Linked DNA regions of Mus musculus: all the other regions are linked to region 1. A link is a contact called in public promoter capture Hi-C data. All regions are on one chromosome and are shown on one strand. The core of a region is the stretch at or near the end of the contact, and the rest is flanking DNA. Distances in the headings are between cores, read along the strand shown. Region 1 holds the start of Rabep2 (rabaptin, RAB GTPase binding effector protein 2). Region 2 holds the start of Fbrs (fibrosin). Region 3 holds the start of Zfp689 (zinc finger protein 689).

Region 1 (3,972 bases), core at 592-3,091:
ACCCAATAAGGTATCTTATTGACTTTGGAGCGCTCTGTCTTGGCTGGCCAGCAAGCTATTGGGGATATGCCAATCTCCAACCTTCAGAGCTGGGATTACAGATAAAACTCCCAGGCCTGGTAGGATGGGAAGGGAATTTCAGGCCCTTTACTATGGAATCCAAGGTCAAGGGCAGACCATAGAGGGAGATCTGAGGGGCTGGAGCAGCAGTCCAATAGAGCATGCCATAGTAATACTACTGCCAGGAAACAGAGTAGGGGCAGGTCTGACATCCTTGAGGACACTCTAACCTCTGCCCAGAGGAGAACAGGAAAAGGCAGAGGACCTGGGACCAAGAAAGCTGGTGTCTCCCAATCCACAGAGGCCATGAGACAGAGGGGGAGAAGGAAGGAGATGCATGTATTTGTGTAGGGTGCTGTAGGGATACCTGGGAAGGAAGGGAAATCATAGGACTAAGCTCAGAGACAACAGGCTGAGTTTCGAGCCTCGAGGCCCAGAGGAAAATGAGGGTGGTTCAGAGAAATGCGAAGTTTCTGGCTCGTATTCTGGGCTGATCTTATGTCAGCAAGAACAAGAAATGATACCCATGGGTATCATGGGTAAAGATGATTGCTACACTTAGCTGTGACTGACAAGAGTTGCTGACAACACTTGTGGTGTTTCTCTGCAAAATAGAAAGGGGCACTCAGGTTCTGGGACACAGTCTTTTCTCTGTTGAGCTACCTGAAGCTCATCTGAAGCCCTCCTCGCCCTGCATTCCCTGCTAGAGGGGCGCAGGCAGACAGGCTGTCGGGTGGGTTGTGTTGGGAGCGGGTGCCTCACCTTTCAGGATGGCCTGCAGGGAGGCCACCTCCTCTTGGCACTGTCTCTGCACTGCAGCCACTGCCTCCGCCTTGGTGCTCTCGCTCACCTCAGCTACAGCCTTCATGGTTTCCATTTCTGCCAGGGCACCGGCCAGTTCGGCACGAAGCCGACTGAGCTCACTTGACTCGGATGCATCCTTTTGCTTCTCTTGGGGCTGGGGATCCAGCGCTGTGGGGAGCGGGGAGTGGGGGGGACAGTGACCAAGATTTATTCCCACGGCTTGCCGATCTCCTAACACCTCAGGCCACCCAGCAGTCCAGTAACCCAGTCCTACTCTCCATCTACAAGGACCTCATCCCATTCCCCTGGTCCTGCCCCTCCCGGAGTCCCAACTAACTTGGCTCGACCGTCCAATCCCTTCCAGTGGCCCCGCCTCGCCCCCTTACCTGCCCCACCCACAGACACACCCACCGTGTAGGCCACGCCCACCCCGGTGGGCGCTGTGCCCCGCCCCCTTCCCGAGCCTCCGCGCTGGCCGGCTGCCGCCAGCAGTCGCATTCGGCTCCGCCCCCAGCCCCCTGCTCCCCACGTGCGCAGCGGCGCAACTCCCGCACCGATTCCTGGCCGCCGGTGCCCCCGATTCTCACCTAGGGTTGCTGGCGCAGCTGCCATCGTCTCAGCCCAAACGGCGGATTCCCGCACTCACTGGTGATGGCACTCCCGCTTCCGGGTCCGCTCGGCTGTTTCCGGATCCGCTCGGCTGTTTCCGGATCGGCTCTGCAGGGGCCGCGGGGGGTGGGAGGGCGGGATGGTCAAGAGACGCCGACTGCACTCGAGTGGACGCGCGGCCTGGATCCCGCCTTTCTTGCAGCCTCGTGGGACCGCCCCCGCGCTCCCGCGCTCCCTGGAAGCTCCGAGGGCTTCGGGTCTGCGGTAGTCTTCTCTGGTGCTGAGGATCTGCTGAGGCTCCACTCGAGGCCACCTCCTGGAACGCCTGGTCTTAGTCCTAGAGGACGCTGCGCGCGGCCTCCTCCTTCCCTCCGCCCGGCCGCCCTTCCGCCGTAACCCGACTCGCGTTACTGCGAAGTGTGCCCGGCCCGCCCAGCATCTCCGCCCCGCGGGCCAGGGCTGGGTTGGCGTTCTGAAGCTTGGCGCAGTCAGTGGCAGAGGTGCGAAATCTACGTGTCTCCAATCCCATTTTCATATGGCTTCCTGCAAATCTCTTTCTCCACTCCCAGGGCTGTAAATCTTTCAGCCTGGGTCTGGGTCAATCTCTCATTATGTATGACCTCTCGCTTTGGAGAGTCACAGCAATTCAAACAAGTACAGAGCCTGGGTCCCCCTGCCTCCAAACCGGTTTTCTATAAAAGACTTTGAACCTGGAAGTCCTTGATTCTTTGTGGTCTCCTTGGAATGCACACCAGTGTACTTATACCAGGATGCCTTCCTCATTTCTCCAGCACTAACACCCAATCGTAGTACCCATCACGCCTGAACTAGCAAGATAACCCTTATCTCCTCCTCCTATGTGCCTACTGGTGGGCTTTTAGTGTTAGAGGGAGCCCACTACAGATTATCCCCAGACAGCCTGTGGTGGTTTGAAAATGCTTGGCCCAGGGAGTGGCACTATTTGGAGGTGTGGTTTTGTTGGAGTGGGTATGGCCTTCTTGGAGAAAGTATGTCACTGTGGGTGTGGGTTTTAAGACTCCCTCCCGACCCCCACCCCCGGCTGCCTGGGAGCCAGTCTTCTGTCTTCAGAACAAAATGTTGAACTCTCAGCTCCTTCTGCATAATGTCTGCTTGGATGCTGATATGATCCTGCCTTGAAAAATCTCATGAAAGAGATTTATTGGAGGGTCCTGGGTGTGAAGAACAAATCCAGGGGTGGCTGCCCTCTGTTCCCAGGAGCAGACAGCACGGAATTAAATAGAGGGCAGAGCTTAGATAGGATTTCTTAGGGGTGGAGCTTTTCAGGGCAGAGAGTTCCAGATTAAGGATTGGTGGGATTTCAAGTCCTGACTTTGGGGAGCTCAGGGATTGGTGGGGTTTTGCGGGAAGCCCAGAGATTGGTGGGTTTCCCTGCTTAAGGATTGTTGACTCCCCCCCCCCCCCCCCCCGCCTTCCTTTTTTCCTGCATCTAGGCTATGGGTTAAGGTAGGAAGTCCTTCCTGGCCACAGCCGGCTTTTACTGAGGCACCACCTCTGTAGGGCCGCTGGCGAGGCTGGAGAGCTCCTGCTGTAGTAATTCACCAAGAGTGTAGGCCGAGGCAGGAAAGGCGTTACCACCGTGGACAGCTCCTGCTGAGGTGGGGGCGGGGGTAAGGAAATGCATCCGAGTGGACAGCTCCTGTGATGGCTGCAGGCTGAGAAGGCCTCCTCCCTGCCACCATTTTGACAGGAGCTGGCATTTTTGATAGCTTCTGCGAGGGCATTTTATTGTGGCTGGGGTTGACTGCCGCTTTGACATCTTTTGCGGGATGCCATTGAGGGACTACATTGTGGGTAAAAGTATTTGCTGTGGGAGCCCGATGACATCGTTTACAGCTTCAGCACCCACAGCAAAGCAGATTTCCTCTTGGTTACAGGCTAGCCTTGTAGAGGAATTTTAATCCAGCAACCTGGCTGCTCTGGCAAGGAATCACATCCAAAGATCTAGGTGTAAGTTTTATTCTATTTTTTTTTCTGTATATTCAGCGACTTTTAGTGGTTTCTTCATACACTCTTCTCCTGGCTCCTTACAATATCTTCTCAGCCGGGCATGGTGGCGCATGCCTTTAATCCCAGCACTCGGGAGGCAGAGGCAGGCGGATTTCTGAGTTCGAGGCCAGCCTGGTCTACAGAGTGAGTTCCAGGACAGCCAGAGCTATACAGAGAAACCCTGTCTCGGAAAAAAAACAAAACAAAAAACAAAAACAACAACAATATCTTCTCTGTTCAGCTCTGCTTCTCCTGTCTCAGCTGTCACCAGCTATCTTCTCACTTAGCTCTCTGACCCTATTTGTCTGCCTACTGGAAGCTTCTCTCTACTATCTCTGAATCCTATTCCTGAACCCTACTCCAAGCTCTCAGCCCTGCTGGATTTCTATGACCTCTCTTGTTCCCAGAATTCTAAGAGGCAACTGACACTGAAGGGCAGAGAGTCCTTTAAAGGGTCAGGCACATAAATCA
Region 2 (3,972 bases), core at 839-3,338, 1.1 Mb before region 1:
CACCCAACAGCTCCTGGCCCCACTCACCCTCTCATCCAGATCACTTTCTGCGTCACACTGAGAAGATAAAGAGAAAGACATCAGGGGATAGGAGAGGGACCCAACAGGGAAGGGATGGGCCATTACAGGTAGGTGACACTTACTATATATCCAGCTTCCAGAGAGTGACGGGAGAAGGCCTGAGAAAGACCAGAGTCCAGAAGTAAGGGAGGCTGACTGACCAAGCAACTGTACAAAGCCACTACTCCCAGCAAGACCTTCAAGAGGACTTAAAAGCTACTCTCCATCATGCTCTTGTTTCTCTGTTTACTTCCACCTCCGCTACCAACCAGCTTACTATTTTCCTAATACTCTAGGTTCTCAAATCTTAAAACTGTATTCAAAACAACTTTTCCTCACTTCTTTCCTCAGCAAACTTCTGACTACACTGGGGCCCAAGACGTTCTAGGGGGCTTTCCCTAACCGCAACCCTCTGCCCATCCCCCAGACAGAATGAGTGGCTTCCTCATGTGGGTTTCTGTAGCACTTTGCCTAGATCTCTCCCAGATCACTGCCTTACACAGCTGCTCAAGCTAGTCTAGGTGCTTGCTTTTTGGCTGTTTCTTTCCCCTTAGGCTGCCACCAGCTAGAGGAAAGGACAGGACATCTCTTATTTATAATTCAGCTGTCTTTGATGTATCTCTTGAATTATCAGCTTGTTAGTAGTATACATAGCACAAGCAAAAGCAAGTGAGTTTGACTCTAGTTAGGTCCTTCAGACCTGGATTGGAGATGGGGCTGCTGTCCAATTTGTTCTGCCTTCCCCTGTGCTCCTAGACACTAGGATTACTGCTGGGATCGGCAGTTGTGATGCTCGTGGGAAGTCAGTCTACAGGAATGATATATTCCGACTGAACAAATTGGAAGGACTGGAATCTGGGACATGCTCACCTCTTTCCTTCTTCGCTTATTGGGCCATTTACGGGGCCTATCCCCAGAGGGTCGGCCAGGCTCACGGTCTGAGCTGTCCCCTGGTTCCCCAGTGGCCCCACTGGAGCCCCCCCTCTTCCGTTTCCCAGAATGCTTCAGCCGATGTTCCAGTCGTTCTGGGGGCTGAAGAGATGCATCCTTCTGTAGAAGAGGTGGTGGAAATGTGGTTGGAGAAAGAAAAGCTCCTTAACTCTCTAAGGGTGACCAAGTTACTCAAGTGCCTCTCAAGCAGGGGAACCTAGGTAGTCCCCAGACACTAGCTCTACCTCCTCCCACCCCAGGGTGGGGCAGAAACCCGGCAAGAGGAGCCGGTTGCTCTGGTTTGGGGTGTCACCACTGCCCCCTCAACCCCATCCTCTGTAAGGGCTATACCCTTCTCTCTGCCCTTCTGACCCACCTCCCAAAGACCCCCAAATCCCATTAGGGCACACCTGCAAGGCCTCAAGGCTGGCAAAGCTAGCGATGGCAAAACCATCGATCAGGTCTTCCTCCTCTTCCTCCTCCTCAGGCTCCTCCTCGGCTTCTCCGTCGTCTGCGCCCCCCTCTTCCTCCTCGTCCTCTTCCTCTCCGCGGCTGCCCGAACCGGCAGGCCGCTTCCGAGCTCGCGGTCTCGGGGGTCGAGGCCTGGGTCGGGGCCGCCGCCGTCGTAGGCCCCCAGGCCGCTCTCCAGATGAAGCTGACGACCAGGGACGGGCGGGCGGCGGCGGTGACGAGGAGGATGAAGAGCCTCGCGGGGCGGCCAACAAGGCCCGGGGCGCGTCACCGCCTGGACCTCGGCGGCGCCGCTGCTCCCGATCACGGTCTCGCCGCGAGCAGCGTCTCCGTCGCCGCTCCCCTTCAGCTGCCCAGCCCGGGCCTGGGGCCGCGGCCGTCTCCATGGTGACGGCCCTCAGCGCCGCATCCGGAGGCGGCGGGGCCCGAAGCGGCCTGTCCACAGGCCCCGGGTCGCGAGCGCGGCGCTGGCGCTTGCACAGGGACGGGAGAGCTCCGGCTTCCTCTTTAAAACAGGATCCGCTGGCCTCTGGCTTGCCCCAAGGCCAAGGCCCAGAGAGCCGGCGCCGCCCCCGGGGCGACAAGCCTGAAGGCCCCCCCTGTAGGGCTGGCGGGGCCGCGACGACTAAAACTGGGCGGCCGTCCCTTTAAGGCGAGGCCTCAAATTGTCCAGCCCCCGGCCCCTTTAAGACGACTCCACCGTGTCCGGCTGGTCTAGTGCGGTGGCGGCCCCGTGCCAGGGGTCGAGGCAAGTCTCCCAGAGGAAGAGGAAGGACCACCCCTTTAAAAGGGGCGGAAAGCACGACTTCCCCTTTAAAAGTGTCTCAAGTCCTCCGGCTGAAAGAGGCCACCCCTTTAAAGAGTCCAGAGGCCTTCAAACAGCGAGTCGTCCCTTTTTAGAGAGCGTAGCTAAGTTTCTAGCCCTTCACAGGCTGTCACTTCCCCTTTAAGATGAATTTAATGAACTTCTTGCGTGGGGCAGGAGGTAGGAAAACTCCACTTGCCCCAATTCTTCCAGCAGGAGTTGTTTGTCAGCTTCTGCTGTCCCCTTTAAGACTGGCGTTGGAGTCGGCCGAGTTCGGTACCCACCCCTTTAAGGAGATTTAACGAGGTCTCCGCCTCCCGTAGCCTTGAAAGGTGCAAGGGGGCGGAGCCTGCCGTCCAAAGTCCCGGATGTGAGGCAACGGTGACGGATAGAGCTTCTCTCTCTGTCCTCCGACATAAAAGACTCTTCCTCCTTTCCTCCGTTCCTAACCGGCTTGTAGCTAGAAGGATCCGGAAAGGCCACTGGACAGTGAGGAACTCCGCCGTATCCTCCTGTTGTCTTCTTCGGCGTCTACGGCTCTTCTCCACCAGAACTTCCCTGCCCCTCCTCCCTCTTCCTCCTCAGCCAACGCCTCCTTCCTCTCTCCGCCTCCTTCCCCCTCCCTCCGAGGCTCAGTCGTTTATAGGTTGGCAAGTAAACGTCAATGCAAAGGGCGGAGTCAAAGTCGCCGGAGTGCCGGACGTAACAGCCTTCAAATGTGGGATTGGGTTGTCAGGTTAGCCCCGCCCTCCCCAGGTCTTGTGACTGGACTGGTCCGAAGTAGGTGTTTGGAGCAGTTCCTTAGGCCACCCGCCTCTTCCTGCTCTCTGTTTATTGGCCATCTACTGAGAGACAGTGCGAGGCACTGGGAGGTGGTGCCTGGAGTGGTAGGCAGCAGGCCACTGGTAGGCGTTAGGCTGTCCTAGGTGCGCTTTTCTGGTGTGTAGTGGCTGCCTTTTTGCCTGTTGGTATTTCGCGCAAGCGCATGGCGCTAATGCCTTCTGCCCGTCTTTGGGCGGATCTGTCTACCGTGGCGTCTCAGAAAACCCAAGCACGATCCGCGAGAGTCAGAGGTGGGGCGGAGACCAAGCTCCCAGTGGCCGTCCCTTCCTGTGCTCAACAATAATAAACACTTTGCACTCCAGTGCGAAGTACTCTCTCACATTAATTCACTTGGTAATGAGTTCCGAGGTAAATATTTGCTCTCCGATCCATTTTACCAAAGGTATCTGTATACAAACTGCCAGGATTCTAGCTCCAGAGTGAAGGTCCTGGCCACTGTGCCACCAACTGCAGCACTTAGGTTGTACCACTCTGATCTGATTGTTTAATGTATCATTAGTGTGTGGGCATGATGTATGTGAGGGTGCGAGTGCCATTAGATGTATGTTGAGACGAGAGGACAACTTTGTAGAGTCTTCAACATGTTCATGGGTTTTGGGGATCAAACTCTGGTTACTAAGCTTATGTATGTACCAAGCGCTTTTTCAGTGGAGCCATCTCACTGGCCCTGGCTGTTCTTTTAATGTGGACATTTCCTTGACAACCCTTGTTTTCTTGTCGATATAAAATAGTGATAAATTCCCTAACAGACTTTGTGCCGGTCGACTCTCTATGATAGATTGTCCTAAGTTGGCGATGGCAGCATTTGGGAGGAGTAAATAACATCTTCAAGGCCTTAACCTGTTCCAAGGCCTTTTCATTCT
Region 3 (3,972 bases), core at 1,098-3,597, 1.0 Mb before region 1:
CTGGGCTGGTAGTCCGGGGTTCTGTAAGAAAGCAGGCTGAGCAAGCCATGGAGAGCAAGCCAGCAAGTAGCAACCCTTCCTGGTCTCTGGATCAGCTCCTGCCTCCAGATTCCAGCCCTGCTTGAGTTCCTGTCCTGACTTCCTTCAGTGATGAACAATGATATAGAAGTGTAAGCCAAATAAACCTTTTCCTCTCCAACTTGCTTTTTGGTCATGGTGTTTCATCATAGCAATAGAAACTTTAAGACACCTAGTTTGCATAATGTCCTGGGTTTCATCCCAGCACCAAATAAAACTGGGTATGCTGTGCATACTTATAATTGAGCATGCAGGAGTTAAGAGGTAGGAGGACCAGAAGCTCTTGGTCATCCTTAGCTACATAGTGTTGAGGCTAGCCTGGACAACATGAGGCCCTATCTGAAAAAGAAGAGGAGGCAATTATTGTTTTCATTAATAAGTAGTTTTTCTACTTCTCTCTAGGACTGATATTGCTTGTCCTAGTCTGGGTTTATGGTGAAGTGATCCCTTAGGCAGTCTGTGAAATCAAAGTGTGTTAACATTTAAGGTTGCATTTCTGGGTGCTGGCAGTCACTGAGCATGAACCATGGACTGAATCTTTTAAAAAATATTTACTTCATGAATATGGGTGTTTTGTGTGACTGTATATCTGTGTACCACATGTGTACCTGCTGCTGCTGGAAGACACAGTGGCAGATTTCTTGGAATACAGTTACAGATGATTGTTAGCCACCATGTGAGTGCTAGAAACAGAATCTGGGTCCTCTGTAAGAACAAGTGCTCTTTTTTCTTATTTATTTATTTTATGTAAGTACACTGTAGCTGTTTTCAGACACACCAGAAGAGGGCATCTGATCTCATCACAGATGGTTGTGAGCCACCATATGGTTGCTGGGATTTGAACTCAGGACCTTTGGAAGAGCAATCAGTGCTCATAACTGCTGAGTCATCTCTCCAGCCCCAGAACAAGTGCTCTTAACCACTGAGCCACTTCTCCAGCTGGGGAGAAATTAGTCTTAAAGCGTTTTGCCCAACATAAGAGTTGCTAGAGCCACAAAGAAGACATTCCATGTTTGGATTTCATTCCTATGTCTAGTAACAGATTTTGAGGAAGCTGATCCAGATTTGTGGGGGTTTTATTGTTCATTTGTTTTTTGAGGCAGGCTGGTTTTGAGATAGCCCCGGATAGCCTGGAACTCACTTTGTAGACCAGGATGTCCTCAAACTCAAGAGATCTACCTGCCTTTTCCTCCCAAGTGCTGGGAATTAATGGTGCGTGCCACTGCACCCGGCTGTCTTATGATTTTTGTTGTAGTTCTCTATGGAGGGGGGAGTCCAGGACTCTAGACATAAAGTTTCAGACACCATCTACTCGAATAGTCCAGGTGCTTGGCTGGCTCTCAGCAGCGAAGGCACAGCCTCTCTGTGTGGCCTCTAGATGTGCGAATCCTATTTACCCTCTGTGCAGTCTTCCTTACCTGATAATTATTCAGAAAGGAGCAATAGGTTCGGCTTCATACCCAGTCCTGGGTATCTATTTTAAAAATACTTTTATAGAACTTTGGGCCCCATGCATGCTAGGCAAATGCCTGCCACTGGGCTATACACTCTTCATTTAAAAACAGGGTCTATGTTGCCCATGCACTCCTGACACACGTTGACACAGCTGCACTATTTCGGAAAGCAACGGTACAGGGGTGATTTCCCTGCTTCATTATAAATGAAAGGATCAACTAGCCATCTGTCTTTTGTTCCCCCTGGTAGCCTAAATGTGCATTCCACTGTACAAAGAAAGGGTAAGCCCAAAGCTATTGGTCTCACCTCTAAACAAGCGAACTTCCTTGGTACTCAGGTAGGCCATTCACTTCTATAGACTACTTAGGAGCTGCCCAAGGTACAAGACCAGTCAACTTACCATTCTAGTCATTCAATTTTACCAGACGCGCCTTTTGTGCACCAGATCCTTACCACCGCTCCCTTCTCATCTAGTACTTTTCAGAATTCCTGGCTGTGACACCTTTATGATCGTAGGATGTAGCTGTTCAAAAATCCATGTTGTCACTGTGTGACTTTCCCTTTGGAAGACCTGTAGAAACGTCTTCTCCAAGTAGGGCAAACAAGCGTTGGAGAACACAAGAAAAGCCTCCCATTCATAAGACTTCTCACAACCGGCTTAGAGACACAGGATCCACCTTCTTGCCCTTAAGAATCCGTTGGCTTCATTCAAATGGGCCGCCTTCATTGATGACCAATCAGAACGCCCGATCTTCAGCTACCAACCAATAAACGAATGCAATAGATAGGAGGAAAGTAGGCAAGAAGCCATCTCGCAGCGCCATTACACTTTAGGGCAAGGAGGTTAAGAAGTCGGCATGGCGTTCGGGTCAATAAAATCGATAGCTGGAACCTGCCTGTGTTCTAGGCAGCGGTGGTGCAGGAGCAGCGCCGCCATCTTCCCCGAAGGCATCTTCCGGTGCCTCTCACCCAAGTTCCAGCGGGAGTTCCCTGAATAACGGTCTGTGTCGGGCCGCCCGGCCCCTCAGGCAGCCGATTCAGATTTCCTCCGGGCCTTCCCGACGGAGCTTCTAGGTCTCCGGGTCCCCGTGGCAAGGCCGGGGAGCAGGTCCGATGGCGCCACCTTCGGCTCCGCTTCTCCTGCGGGCAGTCGGAGAGGCTGGACCTACTCGGAAAAGGGGCAGGAGGCCAAGGGCCTTGAAGTTCGTGGACGTGGCCGTGTACTTCTCCTCGGAGGAGTGGGGGTGTCTGCAGCCCGCTCAGAGGACTCTGTACCGGGATGTGATGCGCGAGACCTACGGCCTCCTGGGCGCGCTCGGTGAGGCCCGGCCCAATCTGCTTACGCGGGGCCTAAGGGATGATGGAGCTTGAGGGCGGGGTAGAGTGGGGGCAGGGAGCCTAGGGTCCTGACCTGCGATCGGCTTGTTAGGGGTTGGCGTTTATTTTTTAGCATCCTTTCTTCGGGCCAGCTCTCTGACTGGTTCTCCTTCCCCAGGATGCGCAGGTCCCAAACCAGCTCTCATCTCCTGGTTGGAACGAAATACCGATGACTGGGAACCAGCAGCCCTAGATCCGCAGGAGTACCGGAGATGGGTAACATTCCAGAGAAGTGAGTGAAAAATACCCACGAAAACCATACTGCCTTCCTGAGTAATGCCCTAAACTGTCGACCCAATCTAAATTTGTCGTCTGATGAGAGTTAACCAGGTTGCTTGTACTGTGGGCATACGAACTACAAACGGTACTTCATTGACATAAGTGAATTACTGAGCTTTGAAAAAGATAACTACTGCTTTCCAGGATCCGGGACTTAGCTTCCATTGAACTTCTCCAATTCCCATCGGTCCTGGGAAGACTAGAAAGAGTCCTTAACCACTGAGACATCTCTCTCTAGCCCCTGGTTCACTCTTGACTTTAAAAAAGAAAAAGCCCCATTGATTGGAATGTTCATCTAGGCTTGTGAACTACTGGATGAAATACAGTCCAAGGTTTTTTTGTTTTTTTTTTTTACAACTCTCTCAAAGTGCTCCTAGACCAACAGCTGCATATTTGGGAGTTGTCTTGGTCAGAGGTTTCTATGCTGTGATAAACACCATGAACAAAAGTGGCTTGGGGAGAAGAGGGTTTATTTCATTGATATTTTCATGTAAACATCCATCATCAAAGCAGGGCAGGGCAGGAACATCAAGGCAGGAACTGAAGCAGAAAGCCACAAGGAAGGCTGCCTCCTGCTTGCTCTCCTACTTTCTTACACACTCAGGAACATCTGCCTAGGGATAGCACCACCCACAGTGGGCTGGGCCCTCCCATGTCAACCTTAATCAATCACTAATTAAGAAAATGTACCACGCTGGGCATGGTGGCACACACCTTTAATCCCAGCACTCAGGAGGCAGAGGCAGGTGGATTTCTGAGTTCAAGGCCAGCCTGGTCTACAAA

Evidence for each region. Promoter capture Hi-C pulls out the DNA fragments that hold promoters and counts their contacts. Capture Hi-C pulls out chosen DNA fragments and counts their contacts.
Region 2: a contact with region 1 is called in a promoter capture Hi-C map of adipose tissue, with 2.7 times the contacts expected there. The contact joins the promoter of Fbrs here to the promoter of Rabep2 in region 1. A contact is called at or near these places in 2 of 39 promoter capture datasets (the C10 cell line and pre-B cells), 1 of 115 datasets of contacts at active chromatin or transcription factors (double positive thymocytes) and 3 of 9 other capture datasets (adipose tissue, liver and pancreatic islet).
Region 3: a promoter capture Hi-C map of neutrophils shows a contact between it and region 1, with 5 times the contacts expected there. The contact joins the promoter of Zfp689 here to the promoter of Rabep2 in region 1. A contact is called at or near these places in 3 of 39 promoter capture datasets (liver and neutrophils).

Annotation. Positions count from the first base shown.
Region 1 is chr7:126,426,636-126,430,607 of GRCm38.p6, reverse strand. It overlaps Rabep2 (rabaptin, RAB GTPase binding effector protein 2), which reads right to left and starts at 1,841. Exons shown (of 13, transcript NM_030566.2): 1 at 1,452-1,841; 2 at 823-1,032. The coding sequence starts at 1,476.
Region 2 is chr7:127,477,074-127,481,045 of GRCm38.p6, reverse strand. It overlaps Fbrs (fibrosin), which reads right to left and starts at 2,088. Exons shown (of 18, transcript NM_010183.2): 1 at 1,401-2,088; 2 at 931-1,110; 3 at 144-179; 4 at 28-57. The coding sequence starts at 1,847.
Region 3 is chr7:127,447,533-127,451,504 of GRCm38.p6, reverse strand. Zfp689 (zinc finger protein 689) reads left to right here and starts at 2,347. Exons shown (of 3, transcript NM_175163.3): 1 at 2,347-2,851; 2 at 3,029-3,142. The coding sequence starts at 2,647. B130055M24Rik (a long non-coding RNA gene) reads right to left here and starts at 3,115. Exons shown (of 2, transcript XR_869949.3): 1 at 1,934-3,115.